2 separate regions of the Mus musculus genome follow, and region 2 is linked to region 1. A link is a contact called in public Hi-C data. All regions are on one chromosome and are shown on one strand. The core of a region is the stretch at or near the end of the contact, and the rest is flanking DNA. Distances in the headings are between cores, read along the strand shown.

Evidence for each region. A called contact is a pair of places that touch in the nucleus more often than the background predicts.
Region 2: a Hi-C map of cerebellar granule neurons shows a contact between it and region 1, with 1.7 times the contacts expected there. The contact joins two enhancer-like sites. A contact is called at or near these places in 2 of 484 Hi-C or Micro-C datasets (brain and cerebellar granule neurons).

What each region holds. Positions count from the first base shown.
Region 1 is chr12:46,720,138-46,723,584 of GRCm38.p6, forward strand. It overlaps Nova1 (NOVA alternative splicing regulator 1), which reads right to left. Exons shown (of 5, transcript NM_021361.2): 3 at 553-719. Among named protein-coding and RNA genes, the nearest start is that of Nova1, 97 kb to the right of the region's middle. Within about 2 kb of position 1,869, at least 8 of the 459 cell types and tissues checked have an H3K27ac peak or open chromatin away from gene starts, as enhancers often do. A contact at or near this core is called in cerebellar granule neurons, where this site is marked.
Region 2 is chr12:47,162,844-47,165,937 of GRCm38.p6, forward strand. No RefSeq gene overlaps it. Among named protein-coding and RNA genes, the nearest start is that of Nova1, 350 kb to the left of the region's middle. Within about 2 kb of position 1,723, at least 93 of the 459 cell types and tissues checked have an H3K27ac peak or open chromatin away from gene starts, as enhancers often do. A contact at or near this core is called in cerebellar granule neurons, where this site is marked.

The DNA.
Region 1 (3,447 bases), core at 619-3,118:
ATTCAACATTGGACATTTATAACAGATATATATATAAGCACTACACATGTGATACAAATGCAATAGCTGATTTATAACAAAGAACTGAACACTAGGTATACACGACTTATACATATGTGCTGATCAAATGTTAAACAAGACAAATTACCAAAGCAGGAGCCTATATGTAATAACTATACTGAGAACGACAAATGTCACTAAAGTTGGGCATTGGAAATGCTGTGAATATAAATGTCATTTCCATTTTTCATAATTTATTTAAGAATTCTTATATTTTAAACAAAATATATTTCCATAAATCAATAAAACCTGTAGCTCCATATTAGCAAAAAGCCATCCTAGGCATCTCAGTGCCTCCTAGTATATCACTAATCAATGTAAAATTAATCAATATATTGATTTGCCAACTGAAGGCTCCAAAAGTCTTCAAATTCTAAATGACAATTTTAGGTAAGTGTAAGCATCTTCCTGCTAAGGCTAAACTGCTTCCTCTGAAAGGAATTCCTACTGCACTGTGGATAGCTCTGCCTGATTTCCCAACTAAACACTCACTTGTTTGATGCGATCAGGATTAACGGTGGTCTGAGGTTGTAGGATACTGACTGGTTCTGTCTTGGCAACATTTTGGGGCATTTCTCGGATTTTTTCTGCAATGAATCCATGAACTGCGTTCAGCGCTTCAATTGTTCCCTGGATCAAGCAAACCCTCTCAGTAGTACCTGCAGACAGAAGAGTTATTTTCAGAAAGCATTCCTTTCCATTTTGCACTGAAAAGTTATGAAAACAGGACAGCATGACGTTACTAAGTACTGTAACACACGTGGCTCTGAAGTTCTAATGCTCAATTTACATAAAACTAATCACCACATCTGCTTCATTTAAAAAAATGATCTTAGAATTCACTCCAATTTTTTGTAGTTTAAAACAGGTATTTGGGTTCCAGAAGAACCAAAGATCCAGAGATGCAAGCACATCACTCATTTCTGGGGATAAACACACACGCAGTAATCATGAAAGGCCTTGGAGTTAGAAACTGCAACAGACAGCATCTATGAAAACGCCTTTTAAGGAGCTCAGGTTTTGTGGGTAAATCATAAACGTTTTGAATACAAGAACAGATTCCAATTTTATTGATGATGTATTATAAAATACAAAATATAAATGGGATTTAGATGTTCTATGCTGAATATAGGGATTTTATGGACATGCCTTACGGACAGGACGTGAATAGTAAATCTGAGACTGACCCCAGCAGGTGTGTCTTACATAGCAGCCACTGCCTCACTGAATCCAACCAGCACATGACTTGCAAAGCAGAAAGTAGTACTTTCTGAGCCTTTGCATCCATTCACTACAGTTCCCATTGGTCCCAGCATTTCAAAAATCAAGCCATTCTGTACATGCAATATTGTAAAACTGCTAAGGTCCAAAACAAACAAACAAACAAAAAAACAAACAAACAACAATCTGCTGCTTTAAGGACCAATGCGAAGCACCTTTGTCATGTCTTAGAAACATATTTGGACAAAATTAAGACTATAATTATAGAAGTATATCTATTATATTTTCATATTTTAATCAATAAAAATTTGAATTATGAAAATACATTTCCTCAGTTTCAGAAAAATCTCAGGAGCGCTTAGCTTATCTTTAAGGCTGGATGGAGAATAATGTGATCTGTGGATTTAGGTTTTCCTGCTTCTATTCATCAGCTTTAGTTACTCCTGTCTATACTGATGCATCTTTGAGTCCTAGGGTAAAACAATCTCGTTTATAGGGCTACCCAGGGGGCCCTTTACAAGACTGTATTAATTGTCTAGTAAATGACTAGGGAGGATTCCCGATCAATGCAGCTAATGCAAAATGTTATTCTGGTTCTTAGACCACACAGAACACGGATCGGATTACATCACCGCTTCCCGAGACACCACTGAGTGCTGTGTGGATGCCAAAAGAGTCCAGCTGAAATGATGACTTCCAAAGAAAACCTGGCACCAGGTAACTACAGACGGTGTAATCTGGGTTATTCTTAGACTTTTGATTTGACACAACACAAGTCTGAGCACAGCCACCAGGGTTCAGCAGACTGAAGACCAACAGATAATAAATGGAAACCCCTGCATCCATAAAGCAACATGACCGTCTTAAAACAACGTTACATGACAGCAGGTACAAGGCCTTCTGAGGGCTACTGTTGCCTATATACACTGGGGATTGCCTGCGTTACCGTCTTTCCCTTACAACATGCAAACAGGGCAGGCCCAAAAGGAAGCTGTGCTTAGCATTAGCAGACTTAGCTGAGACTCTGTTATATTCTTTTAATGCCTTTTCACTCAGGTAACACAAAACCATACTTTTTAGGAGAGAGTTTAAAAAAAAGGAATACTGTCAAATATATGACCAAAACGGTGTAACACAAATGAGCCTATAAATCATAAAAGTTGCTGGGTTTTGTCATTTTAAAGGCTTTTAGGCTCCATTAGTGTCTACGTTAAACTGCCAGTTATTTATCATTTTATTTGCTTAATGGCAGCATTTACTACACTCTGAAATAGAGTACAACAAAGCTGAGAATGAGCTATAGGAAAATGCACACCCATCCTACATCATGCAGAACACAGGATGCCACTTCTTCCAACCCACACTGCACGAGACTCTTGTTTCACTGCAGTGAGTGACTTCATGATGGCACTGGACTGACCACCCTTTCCTGTCCTTCCTTACAACTCCCCACTTCCAGCTCCCTTTCTATTTTCACGTCATATATGTTGAGAGAATGTATAAATATATGTATTGATAACAAGAAAGACCCATGGCAAAGAGCAACAGTGATGTCGAAAATGGCTTAAAGTGTTTATTTCAAAGGCAATACCGAAAACTAAAAAAATACATTTCTAAAAGAAGGTACAACTAACTGTCAAGCACATTTACAGCAAAGTCTTCATAGAAATACAGCAAGATATATTCTCCGTGCTACTGTAATTTGGGGCTTGGCACTTAGAGCAGTTCCTGGATACTCTGTTACATGTGCACGGGGCTCCGTTCCTCTTTACCCAGCACACACACTACTTCCTTCAAGATGGAGTTCCTCTAGGTTCACTGTGCCTTTTATTTTGTATCTTTTCAGTGGCAAAAGAAGTTAACATAATTGGAACAAGACAATTCTATAAATCTAATGGATTACAACTTAGGCAAAAATAACAAATAAGGAAAAATTGGATGAACAGTTAATGGGAAAATGCGCATGGAGGTATCAGCATTTTCAATTGATTTCACGTCAATATTAGTATGAAGAAAAATCCAGACCCATACACTGATGTGAGGCAGGGCAAAGCACTGTACTGAGAAATGGCTACCCCAAACAGCTGGAACTAAATTTAATAAGACAGCCATACATGATAGTTATAGATAACACTGAAAACTGAAAAACTAACCACACCAGTAGGA
Region 2 (3,094 bases), core at 473-2,972, 440 kb after region 1:
TTCTCAGCATTTGAAAGGCTGGGGTTTGGGCTTCTTGTTATAATTATGTGAATTCCCTCCCTTTCAGCCCCGCCCCCTCACTCCCTGTGACCCTCTATCTTGCTATTTTTGAATGGAGACTTCTTCATAATGTTGCTGCTTACTGTCTGCAGTGCAGGGACTTGGTGTGAGCTCGGCTGCGAGGAGCAGCAGAGGCTGACCGGGAAAGGGTCAGTCTCCCCATTTGTTTGTTTATTTTAGGGAACCAGCGCCTCACACCAGCCACACTCTAAATCATACCCTTGTTGTAGCAGACATCATAATAGACAGACTGTGCATTTAAAACGAGCAGAATGGATTGTCACTCAGAAAGCCCCAGCAGAACTGTTTGTTTTACTTTCACCTTTAATCACAAGTAGAATTATTCTTTATTCACAAATAGTGAATCTGAGCCTTTAGCTGCGCATTTAGTGGAACATCCACCCAGTAAGCTTTGCTTATGTTGCAGACAGCTACCCTGAGGAGTGATTTGAATTTAAATGTGATTCTCTTATTAGTTTCTGCTAACTGCAAATATCCCAGGCACTTAATTAAGTGGCTGAGTAATGTGTGAATGCTCACTTCTGCCTGTCATGCAGAACAAAGTGATGTATTTATATTCCATGCACAATATGAAATTTAATGGCACAGGCAACAGTAATTTAGAAAACCTTTGTTTTTACTGTCCTTGTTTTTGCTTAAACAATTTCTGTGCTCTGTCATACTTTGGTCAAGACAGTGTCATAAGACTTGGTCCAAATGTTAGCGGCTGGCAGATGACAGGTTTTTAATAAGTCAGAAGCTCTTCTGCGCATCTAATGACTTGAAACACTAGTGGGTTTTCATTAGCAGTATTGTTTTGGCTTTTGTATCGTATTCTCACTTTTAATTTAATAGATCAGAAAATCAAAATAGCTAGTTAACTTCTGAAACAGAATTAAAAGGTAGACTCTGCTACGGTTTAAAAAAAACATATTGGGTTGGGAGGTAAACTAAAAATTCAGCAAGTGTTGTTTTCTGACATAAAATTGTAGAGAATGATGGTATCTGTAAGTTTGTTTGTCAATATTTTAGAATCCTTTTAGTCATATTAAATGTGTTCACAGGTAAGTATGGACAATTGTGTTGTCTTTGCTTTTAGGATAGATCTAGAAGCCCCAGGACCAGCTTGTCATTGCCTCTATTTTTCCTTGTCTCTCTTACACTTGCAAATTTCTAAATTAAATGTGTTTGCTAAGCTCCTTTACACAGAGATGCGCATGTGTTGGTCATTTGGACAGATGCTGTGTTAGTCAGACGGTACCATTGTCGTGCAAAACAGGACCTCAGGTCCCCTCAGTTCTAGCCCCTTAGCTCTATGAGTGCGGCTTGGAAGATACTTAATTAGAGCCTAGACTCTTTCTGTTCTGGAAACCGTAGCCTCAATTAAATGCCTCTCTTTATTTAGACCATTTCATTTATTTCCTAATGGAGTTAGGTGGGTGGCGAACTGGGTCAGAGTTGCAACATATTACTTCCTGGCAGAAAAATGTGTTTTGTATCGTGAATTCTGGGCCACAAGAATGCTGCTACTTTCATCTGCTTCTGTGGGGAATTGTCTGTAAATTATGTATTCCTCCTCACACGGAGCCACACAATCCCTTTCTTGTCAGCTTCATCCTCATTCAATCCAGTCCCACCCAAACCAACACAGATGACGTCAGGCTGTTGGAAGAACATTGCTCCGCAGTTCCTGTCAGAGGAGCCGCTGCTCTGCAAACTCTTGGCAGCGCTAGACCTTGGTGCTTCAGCAATCATAAACTCCTGCGCCGTGTAAAACCGTTTCTGCACTCTGCAAGGTTCACAGTGCTATCTGAAAATATTTCAGTTTTATTTATTTATTTTTTTTACTTGTCTCCTATCGCATCCCGTATTCCACCTAGGTACGCTGACAAGTCACTGTGCAAAAGAGAGAAAACACGGAAACCCTAAGAAGAATTGCAGAGCCTCTCTGATCCTCTCGCTTCTGTGCACCTTCATTTGATATGTTTATTCTTTCTGAGTCTGAATCAAGTCTTCTGTTTAAACCCCTTTGGCCATTGTGACCTTACCATATGCCCCTAACTGGAGGGAAGCCCAGGTTGGCTGGCTACAGCCAGAGACCACATATGCTGGTTGGGGCAGGGGAGGGACAGAGTGCAGCGGCTGATGCTACGCCTTTAGCCAGAATCCCTTTGTGCAAAGGTCCTCAGTTGGACTGCTTCAGTGATTTAGACTGCTTTCGAGCTCCAGCTAGGAGTAGACTACAGCTAATGATGCTAACTTAGCTTTACCCACAGGTAGGAGATCCGCTGTGGATACCTGGTTCATCTCAGCAAAGGAGTACTGTACTTTTTGTGTTCTTTCAGTTATTCCCTTTGTGTTCAGCTCATGGCCAGTGACAGCCTCCCTTTCAGTAGTAGTGAGGCTTCAGGCTTCTAGGCATTAGGATTACAAGGCTCTCTTCAGGGTGGGCCATTTTGTTTCTCTGTGACTTGAGAACACTGCCTGAGGTGAACACTGGATGATGCTTGTCAGTTCAAATATAATTTTGCTTTCTTGATAGATTGTCCATTTACTTGAAACTGAAGAGTAGAGAAAACACACATTCCTCCTCTCTCTCCTTCTTGAAACAAACTGAATACCTTTTCCTTAAACATTCAAGCATGTTGTGACAGTAGGATATCAGGGTAGGAAAGATGCTTGAATGATCAATCCATATGTCTGATTGGTGTTTCTATCCTAGCCAGACCTCTTTGTGTCATTTAGTTGGGGTTTTAAAAACTCTCAAAAAACGAACAAAGGACTCATGTCCTCCAAATTCATCTTTGCATAAATAGGCTATCAGCACCTGGACATATGCTGCTTCCACCATTACCACCCCTTTTATGGTTTGGACTTTGGGGGAAATGCGTAAGATATTTCATCACATTTTTGATCCACCATGAGGTCTAGCTATAGCTTCCCATGTCACCCTATCCACTTATAATCTAATATTGATTTGTAATACATTTTTCCTTTGGCCAGATTTGGAAGTTCTTTTGGCTTCATTAGCATG